Linked DNA regions of Anas platyrhynchos: region 1 is linked to region 2. A link is a contact called in public Hi-C data. All regions are on one chromosome and are shown on one strand. The core of a region is the stretch at or near the end of the contact, and the rest is flanking DNA. Distances in the headings are between cores, read along the strand shown. Region 1 overlaps PPP3CA (protein phosphatase 3 catalytic subunit alpha). Region 2 holds the start of PPP3CA (protein phosphatase 3 catalytic subunit alpha).

The links. Hi-C and Micro-C count contacts between places; a contact is called where the count stands out from the background.
Region 1: a contact with region 2 is called in a Hi-C map of subcutaneous adipose tissue, with 3 times the contacts expected there. The contact joins the enhancer-like site here to the promoter of PPP3CA in region 2. A contact is called at or near these places in 4 of 8 Hi-C or Micro-C datasets (liver, skeletal muscle and subcutaneous adipose tissue).

Annotation. Positions count from the first base shown.
Region 1 is chr4:10,316,890-10,321,912 of IASCAAS_PekinDuck_T2T, forward strand. All of the region lies in intron 2 of PPP3CA (protein phosphatase 3 catalytic subunit alpha), which reads left to right. Among named protein-coding and RNA genes, the nearest start is that of PPP3CA, 37 kb to the left of the region's middle. Within about 2 kb of position 2,807, at least 1 of the 8 cell types and tissues checked has an H3K27ac peak or open chromatin away from gene starts, as enhancers often do. A contact at or near this core is called in subcutaneous adipose tissue, where this site is marked.
Region 2 is chr4:10,279,161-10,283,731 of IASCAAS_PekinDuck_T2T, forward strand. It overlaps PPP3CA (protein phosphatase 3 catalytic subunit alpha), which reads left to right and starts at 3,113. Exons shown (of 16, transcript XM_072036986.1): 1 at 3,113-3,567.

The DNA.
Region 1 (5,023 bases), core at 1,557-4,056, 37 kb after region 2:
CCAGAGCACAGCTTTTGTTGGCACTGGTGCCAGCGCTCTCTAGCTGTGCCTTGAGAGGGAACCTGTTACTTTTAGGTAAAACCAAGATATCAGTCTGTGTGGTCCCTCTCTCTGTGTCTGTAATTTAAAATCAGACCTCAGTGGATGTATGTTAATAGATCTGAAATCTTCACTTCATGAGCAGATCCCGTTAGGGGCCCCGTAGTCCTCGATGGCAATTTGGTTGAGTCAAGTTCTTGTGGGTTTGACCAACATGAGTGTAAGGCAGAAGAGAAATGCGCTTGTCAATTAGAAAATGAAAAATACTTTCAGCACCCTATAAAGGCTGCTTTTCACAGTACTGACTTGATGTTAATGAGGGCGTTGTGCAGTGAGGGTAAAGCAGCTCGTGTTGGTGTCCAAGTGCAAGCTGCTGGGCTGGGACTCCTCACAGTTCAGTCCTGATATGGCATTCGTTTCTGTTCAGAGGGCAGATCCCAAGTTTGGAGATGGCTAATAGGAGGACTTTTTTTTTTTTTTCCCAGAATGGTGTGGGATTTTTTTTGGGTTTGCTGCTCCCCCCCCTCCAACTCTGCTCTGCTCTTTTGTGTGCGTGTGATGATGGGGAGAACAGGATAAAACAGATAACCCTCAGCTCACTTAACCATTGAGATTTATTATTTATTTATTTATTTTAATTGAAGCAAAATACAAACTCTTACACACAAACTGACAGAGCGAAGAAAAAACAAGCTTCTGCATGGTGCCAGGCCTTCAGGATCATGCTCTGTGGCCGAGCAGTACGTTGCGGGCAGCAGCTCAGATGTTGTGCTTGTTCGGTAGTCCTGCTTCCTTGGCTTTGGTTGGCTTTTCTGGTTAGCTGCCAGGCTGTGACAGCATGGAAATGAACAGAGAACGACCGGTTTGGGTTAAGTTAAGGCTGGCAGCCCTCTGGCTCCTCAGGTTGCCATGACTCCGCTAAGCGCGTTCGGCCTCCTGAACGCTGAGACGCCCAAGTGCCCAATGCAGTGTGGACGAGGCTGTGGTAGAGGTTGATTTGCAGCATCAGAAAGCTGATGCTTTAACAGATCGTGAATATTTTTGGAAAGCCTATGTCAGTGGGCTTTGGATTTCCTTCTTGGAGTTGTCCTTTCCATACAACCTGGCTTCTCCAAAGTCGGTTTGTTCATGATAATTCCCAACAGGCCCACACCCCATGGCCTTCAGCTCTTCTCCTGCCAGGAGCCTGGGGCATGGTGGTAGGTGTGAGGGGAGATGCTCTGCCAAGATGAGTTCAAGGCAGGCAGGCAGTGGTTGCATTTAGACTTCTCTTCCAAGCAGCTCTGGCTTGTCTCAACCCCAAGAGCAAAATTCAGGAATAGAAAGTAATTGAGCCTGTGAAGTTCAAGAGGCTGAGAACAAAGTCCTAATAGAGTATCTCCTTCAGTCACTCAGGAGCTGCCATTTCCTTCTGTGGAAGTCGGATGCCATGCATGATATCTAATGTGTCTTTTTGTGGGAGGTGGGGGGGAATCCTTGGGTGACCCAGCCTGCTGCATCCACATCGTTTGCAACTCTCATTTCCATCTCCACAGAGGTATTGTGTCATGAGGTCTCTATGGCTCCAAATTTAGTGTTTGTGACTACTCCAAATTCTTTCTGCATAGCACAGCACTGAAAACCTGTAATTGGTTAAAGTGTTATATTTTGACGTCATTTTTCAACCTCTTCTCTATCCTCTTTCTTTGAAAAGGAAGGGATGCTATTTCAGCAGAGCTGTTGATTATGCTTACAGAATTGTATAACGTGGTGGATACAAACAGTTAATGGCACTACATAAGCTTTTGAACATTATTCTTAAATGTGTTATACTGTTTATACTGTTTGCAATAATGAAATACAGCAGCTGACTTCTGACCCTCACACATCTTTGTAGAGTTGGATTTTTTTTTTTTTTTGCCATGAGTCAAATCTGCTTTTAGTCACATAATAGCTGTATTTGAAGTTCTGAGGTTGTTATCTTAGCACTGGCTTCTAATTTTCTGTATTTATCCTGTAATATTACATAACTTTGCTGTTCTTGCTGGAAGGTAAAGAATCTACATGAAACTTGGGGTAATTATTGACCAAATGTGTGGGCTAATCAGGAGTGGTCTTCTTCAATATGTATATTACTAGGATTTTTGAGCATGTACTAATTTGTGAAGAATATTATTCTATATAATTGCTACTCATGTATCTGTATTTAGGTAGTTTGTTTTTATTCTATAATGAGCTTTGCTTTGTATGGTATCTGGCCAAGTTCAGTAATTAGCAGTTGACATGTCTTAATGAGCACAACAATACATAATGAGTGTTTTCTCTCTATTTAGCTGGGCAAAATGGACTTTTCAGTGCAGACAGGGCAAAGTTGGGAGTGCCCGTGTAACACTGATAATGCGTGTGGTCCTTCAGATGGCAGATTTTTAGGATGGTCTGGGCAGCTGCTGTATTGACAGAAAAAAATCACGGAGCGATGTTGGAATTTCGGGGTGACTATTTTGTATTTGAGGACTTGTAAATTTAGTGCTGTACACCTACGGTACTCAAAGAAATTTTTGGTAAGTGCATGGTTTCACATCTTCTGAGGAAGAGGTGCTATTTCAGCGTGTGCTGCAGTGAGAGAGAGGCTGTCGGAGAGCAGTGCTGCTGCTGCTGCTTGCAACAGCATCCTTGAAAAGCTGCACAGCTGAACTCCCAGCAGTTAAAAATCTGTGGTTGTGGGGGGAGAGAGAGCGTATTGCTTCCCCTGCAAAGGAAGCGAAGATTGTCTAACAGTGCCACCCAGTGATGCCTGCCATAACAGCACACCAGGACAAGGTGCTCTGCCTGCATCTCGGAGGGAACCCAGGGCCATGGGGCACCCAGCTGCAGGCATCATCTGCTTGGCATGGGCTAAAGCTGCATGAAGAGGTTGGGTGTTTGAGAAGAAGGAAGCAAAGCTACCTGTTGGCAAGGTGCACCTGCTTGCAGCTCGAAGGGGGTATCCCATTTAAATACTTGTGTATGTGATTACGCTCTGTAACTAGGTTTTGAGAGAGATGATTCTCAGCCTAGGAAATGCATTTTGTTCCATGTCTTACTCGTGCTGGTGATGTTAAACTGTCAGTGCAGTCAGCCCTCAGTCGAGCTCCTTGACTTGCAGCGTGTACCCAGAGCACAGTCATTCTGAGACTGGGCTCCGTGGACAAATATGGCAGTAATTGAACACAACGGGGCTGCTGAATCAAATCTCCACTAAGTGCTCCTTCCTGATCTCACCTACCGAGCAGTCTTTTTGCAAGCACATACATCTTTTGTGTTCAAAAATCAACTTCTAGATTTTCTTAAAGTGTTAGGAGAAAGAAGAGAGCCTGCATAATTTCTTCTTTAGCTGGCATCAGTCCTCTTGTCTCTTGCTTTGTCTTCTCAGATACAGTGGTGGAGAACAGCAAATCTAGAAAGTTAGATTTCAACTTGCAACAAATTGCCGAGTCCAGAACTGGAATTAGACAGAATCGTAGTTGTTAACCTCTGAAAGCCACCTGGAGAGGTGGAAAGACGCCTGGACTCTGCACAGGGGAGTTGCATTTTAAGACTGTAACAGCAGTCATGACCTGTTGTAGAAAGGTAATGCCAACAAGCTAGAGTGTTTTCACAGACTTGAAACCATTGAGCAGATTGTATGAAATAAAAGACTAAAGGTGATTTAAAAGAAAAGGGTGCTTAGCAGTGTGCTTGTGGTCTGAAAACTGAAAAGGACGTTTCTTACTATTCATACTATTGATGTACAGTCAGTAAAAGTCTCTCTAAGGCTACGGAAGGATGATCAGTCTCCCATTATTATTTACACTTTTTAATACTGTTACAAACTTAAAAAAAAAAAAAAAAAAAGGTGAAGAAAGTTTGTATACTGATGATATCATAGGCAGGTTCTGTTGCTTTGCATAATGTAAAATCTGAATTTCATTATTTCAAATTGTGAAAGGTTAAAATGCATTGTAATATCACAAAGAAGAGCTGAATACTCGTGTACAGACCTTCCTAGGTCTTCCTAGACCTTCCTAGACACATGGAGACACATATCCCTCCTTAAGGAGAGGAGGGATAAGGTAGACACTTTACCACCAGCCTCTGGAGAAAGGTTAAGCTACCAGTGAGGATGTATATGAGCAGTTTTGTTTCAGATTTATATATATATTTTCTTTGAGTGAGAGAGGGGTGGGGAGCAGGCTTGCATGTTGGTAATGTTAAAATAAATAAAACATACTCTGGAAAAAGGGATTTATTTCTTTTTTGGCTTGACAATACATGTGGAGTCCTTTAAAAATCTTCAGAACTGGAGTCCTAAGGCAGGTGCCTTTACATAGATCAGGCTTTTCTGTGGTGTACCATGGAAGTGCCCGCACTGGCACCCAACCTGTGAGCACTGCTTCCTTGTAAGACGGGGTTAAATCCTCAATTTTGTTTGGTAAGCCATGTGAGTGAAAGTAAAAATTGCTTGTAGGCCTTTGTTAGTCTCCCACCTTTTCAATTTCTTGATAGTGGTCAAGACCTGAAGGGATGTCTTTCACACTACTGCCTTTGAAAATCTACAGGTATAAACTGAGTTTGGCTTTTGTGCTGTCTGCTTGGAATTTGCCGAGTCTGTTGATAATATTTTTAGACTCTATTTAAGAGAGTCTCCTGCAGCTCCTCCTGCAGCTCACTCCGTTTCCTTGAAGCTGTTTTGTCTACTGAAATTTTTGCAGTAGATGTAGCTGAATATATTTAGGTATGCCTTGTGCTTGCTGATGATCATCACTTTAAACATCAGGAAAAAAAATCATAAATGCTTAAAAGGGACTGATAGGACAACAAAACCTTTAGATTGATCAGGAAAAGTTAAATAAAAGATGCTAAAAGATGAGTACAGTCACTATAGCCTGTCATAGTGGAATATGGTACTAATTATGGTTTATTTGATGGATGCAGACTGTAGTAGCTGGGAGGCTATAGGGAGCCTTGTCCGTATTTCATGGGTCTG
Region 2 (4,571 bases), core at 1,863-4,362:
CCTTCTGGAAGTTTTAGGTGCTCGTAGTCAGGACTGTGAAGTTCAGCCTTGGGTTCTGCATATCTCCTAAAAATGCCCTGTCAATGTAGGCTAGTAACAGTCTTAATCTTGTGGACAACTGTGTTGTAGACATTATGGCCTATGCAATAGACTTTGATACGCAGGTGTTAAGAATCCCATCACTTTTTATACTGCAGGGAAGTAAACTGAAACAATTACAAATCTCTATTGTTTAAAAAAATAATCAGGAAAATAATCAGTTAAGGCAACACTGATGTCCAGACTAACCTCGCTGCACATATTTTCCATGCAGCCATCATAATATTCAGGCACACTCTCGCAGTTCCCTTTACTTCCAAGATACTGCCCAAGTTACATTTATCATATGTGAAGCCAGAACTTCCAGGGGCTAAAGCTAATGCGTGAAGGACAGACTCCCTGCAGTTAGAACAGTTTTTCTCTAATAATAATGATTAAAATTTAAAATGCTATCTCTTACAATCAATACTTTTAAACAGGATCTTAATTGGTTGAGTCAGTGTGCAAACATATGGTTACATTTCTAGAGAATAATCTTCAGCTTGCTGCTGAAATAAAGTCCAGGCAACTCCACCACTGATTTTTCATGGGACACATGACAAGGTTTGGAGTTTGTTAGCCCGTACATCACCATGCAACATTTGACCTAAAATGACTGCCTTCTCATTGCGTGGTCATTTATTCCTCCTTCCGCTTCAGGTGGGTGCTGCTGCTTTCTGGAGCTACTGTGTGCTTAAAAGAATTGTCACCTCTCTGCTAAAATGGAAAAGAATTGCTCATATGAGGCAAAGAGGTAGGGACTGGCTTATTTCAGACTTGAAAAAAATCCCTCTTCCCCTTCTCTGCCCCACCCCCAGCTCTCGCAGACCTTGTCTCCAAAACCTGCAATCAGAAGATCAGAGCTTCCACTTTATAATGCTGGGCTTCCATTCTGCTGGGGGATGATATGACTAACAATGCTACTCAGGTTTCCTGATGCGAGAAGTCAAATGTGTTAGAATTTGCCCAGAAACCCACGGACCGTGTTGTTCCCATTCAGAGAGGTATCTCCATGTTCTCCTCCTGTTAAATGAAATAAAGGAGTCCAATAGAACTCAGATCCCATGAAAAAGAAATCCCTCTATGGTAAAGGAGGTCTTTGCAAGAAAAAAATGAAGGAAGAAGCTGTGCAGATTGGGGGAAAAAGAAACATTTAAGTACTAAGGAAGTTACACAACCTTTACTACTAACATGGATCCGAAATACAGAATTTTTCAACTCTGTTACCATCACAAGAGAACAAAGAAGGTGTTCTGTGATTTTTCTCTCTCTTTTTCCTTCCCTCATGGCAAGGATAAAGAATTTACAAATGCTCCTGAAAGAAGTCATGAGGTTAAGACTGCACCAGACCAAGACAAAGTGGTGATGAGGTCTTTTACCTGTGATCTGAGTCTTGACTGTGCTGTATATTGCAGAGGTATTATATGTGGTCTTTGGTAGTGGTACTCATCTTTGTCTTACGTAAACTTATCTGAAAACTTGTTATGAAGAAAATAATTGCAATGGGGATTCTACCTTGGAAAGGAAGACTAACTGCAACAAATGCATGAACAAGACACTCCCTCCACAAGATAAAATGAGAGAACCTCCCCTGGCCTGGATGGCATATTATAACTAAGAACTTTGAAGCAAAGCAAAAATGCTAAAAGAAGTCCTAGATGGCCTTCAGAATTCCTAGGAAGGTGCTGGAGTTGGGACACTAAATGTCCTTATATAGCTGCAACAATAGCCACAATTACTTGTTGAAAAAAAAAATCAGAGCTGAAGTCTTGTCCTGTGACTAATGGGGGAGCAAGTGTAAGCTGGAGACCCAGAGTCTCTGTTATTGCAGTCTATCAAGAATCCAAATGACTCATGCAAACAGCCTGCAGTCACAGAAGAACGGATCCAAACTGGTCCTCTGCGTCTCATGAAGTTGTGGCCCACGAGGCGTATGCAAGACCTGAATTTACTGGCCGTGCTGCATTCCTGACGCGCTGCTTCTCCTCCTGCGTCCAGGTGCCGCTAAGCAGTGCCTCCCAGCAGCCAGGGTGAAGGCGTGGGGCATTTCTGCCCGGGCTCTTCTGTGCTCTTGGTGCTTCATGAAGCGTGCTTAGCGTATGGGGAGCTTTATACGTACCTGATGTGGGCTCTGGGGTTTATTTGGGTGGGTAGGAAGTACCTTGCTTGAGCACTGGGTTTGTTTTTGAGTGTTGTGTTGGTGCTGTGAGAGGGATGGCAGGTGGGTGCCTTGCTCTTATGTTCATGGGACCAAAGGGTGGTGGCACCACCAGGAGCTCACCACAGCTTTTGGAGTAAGACTCATGGCGTGGTACCGAAGGCCGGTCACGTAGGATGTTTTCAGGGAAAACACCACACGGATGGCCAAGCAAACACCCCCTAGAAATGCCAGGCGAATCAAAGCTGGGAATACGCGTCCTGACCGCCACCTTGTTTTCCTTGTGGCTTCCTGAAGCAGCAACATCTGCCAACCAAGCAGCTTGGATGGCACCCTGGAGCCGGGCAAGGTGTCTCCAGCTTCTTGGCTGCCCTACACAGGAGCCACACCACAAGAGCTCCCTCAACACCCCTCACCCCGAGGGGGCGCGCCTCATTTCTCCTCTTTAATTAACAAAAAATAAAACCAGAACACCGCTCAGCCCCACAGCCGAGCAGATTCTCCTCAGACACACACCGACGAGCCCCACCGCGGGGCTGTGGGGGTGCCAAGAGGGGGGCACGAAGCCTCTTTTCTTTTTGGGGGGGGGGGCGCTGCGGCAGGGCCCTGAGGCGGCCGGGGCGCACCTGGGCGGCCCCGCGGTGGGCGGGAGGCGGGGCGCGGCCAATGGCGGCGCGGGGGGGAGCGGGGCCGGGAGGGCGGCGCGGAGCCGGCAGCGGGGACGGGGACGGGGACGGGGCTGGGGCTGGGGCCGGGGACGGAGCGGTGGGAGCGGAGCGGAGCTGAGCGGGGCGAGCAGGGGCTGAGCGCGGAGAGCTCAGCGGGGAGGGTAAGGGGGGAGGGAGGGGAGACGGAGCCTGACCTTAAGGAGGAGGAGGAGGAGGAGGAGGAGGAGGAGGAGGAGGAGGAGGAGGAGGAGCTGCGCCGCGGAGGAAGGAAGCGAAGCGCAGGGCTGCTGCGTTTGCAACCTGGCCGCCGCTGCCGGCTCGGGGCTGTGCCTGCTGCTGCTGCTGCTGCTGCCTGCTGACCCTCGGCTGGTGCTCCGCGGGGGGGGAGAAGCCGGCGGCCGCCTCCAGCAGCGGGGAGCGGGGGAGAAGCCGCCGCCACCACCGGAGCTCCGAGGAGGAGGAGGAGGAGAAGGAGGAGGAGGAGGAGGAGGAGGAGGGGGGAGGAGGAAGGCAGCGCCGACCCAGCGGGACGCGGCAACTTGGGGCCACCTCGGAGGAGCCGGAGCCCCAGCCCTGCCCGCAGCGGCGGCCGCCGCCCGGCCGACATGTCGGAGCACAAGGCCACCGACCCCAAGCTGTCGACGACGGACAGGGTGGTGAAAGGTGGGTGCCGCCGCCGGGGCATCGCCCTCCCCGCCGCTCGGGGGTGGGGGGGGCTCGGGGTGTGGGAGGTGTGTGTGTGGGGTATAAAGGGGGTTTAGGGTCGGGGGAGGGGGCTCGGCACAACGCTTGGGGCCGGGGGGGTCCCCCCGCTGCAGCGCCGCCCCCCCCCCTCTCCGCGCCCAGGCTGCGCAGGGCTGGCTGCAGAGCGAGGGGGAGCTCCGCCGGGCATCCCCCTTCCTCCTCCTCCTCCTCCTCCTCCTCCTCCCGGTTCGGCCCCCGAGGGCTCCCCGACGAGGCTGTCCCCCAGCAGGGGCTGTGCTGGCAGCCCCCGGCCCGTGGGGCTGCAGGGGAAGGCGGCCCCGGCCCCCCCCCTGCCTCCCCGAGCCAAACCTTCCGTGTAAATGGCATTCAGCATGTTGTTTATTCACGCTTGCTATTGCCTTTCACCCCCCTTTTATTATTATTATTTTTTGTACCCTTTTTTCCTCCAAATGGAACCGCAGATGCGAGAAATGCAATTGCAGCCATGACACGTTTTTTTATTTTATTTTTTTAACGTGGCTTGGAAATGTATCTCCTCACCGAGATACATCCTGTAAAAATGTAGCATATTTCCAACAAGCAGCTCTATCACGCCAGCAGCAGGCTTCAGAGACCTGAAGCAGCTCGGTTTAGCTGATGCATCCCCTCTCTAGGTACAGCAAACCCTATTGGGAAGGCTTCGTCGCCGTTATGGGGTGGCTGCCCCCTTTTTTTTTTTTTATTATTTTTTTTTGCACTTGTTTAAAAATCTGCCTTGTTCCTGACACATGACCAAACGTCCTGATCTCGTGTGTGACAGAACTTCCTTTGACTGAAGTAGGTGTTCAGCATGAGTAAGAATTGCTGCAGAATTGGAACTGCCATCTCCATATTGACAGCCCCCCCAGTGCTTTGCATCCTAATGGCTTTTGTCAGCAACCACTCTTTTTGCATTATTTTTTTTACATATATAAATTTTTTAA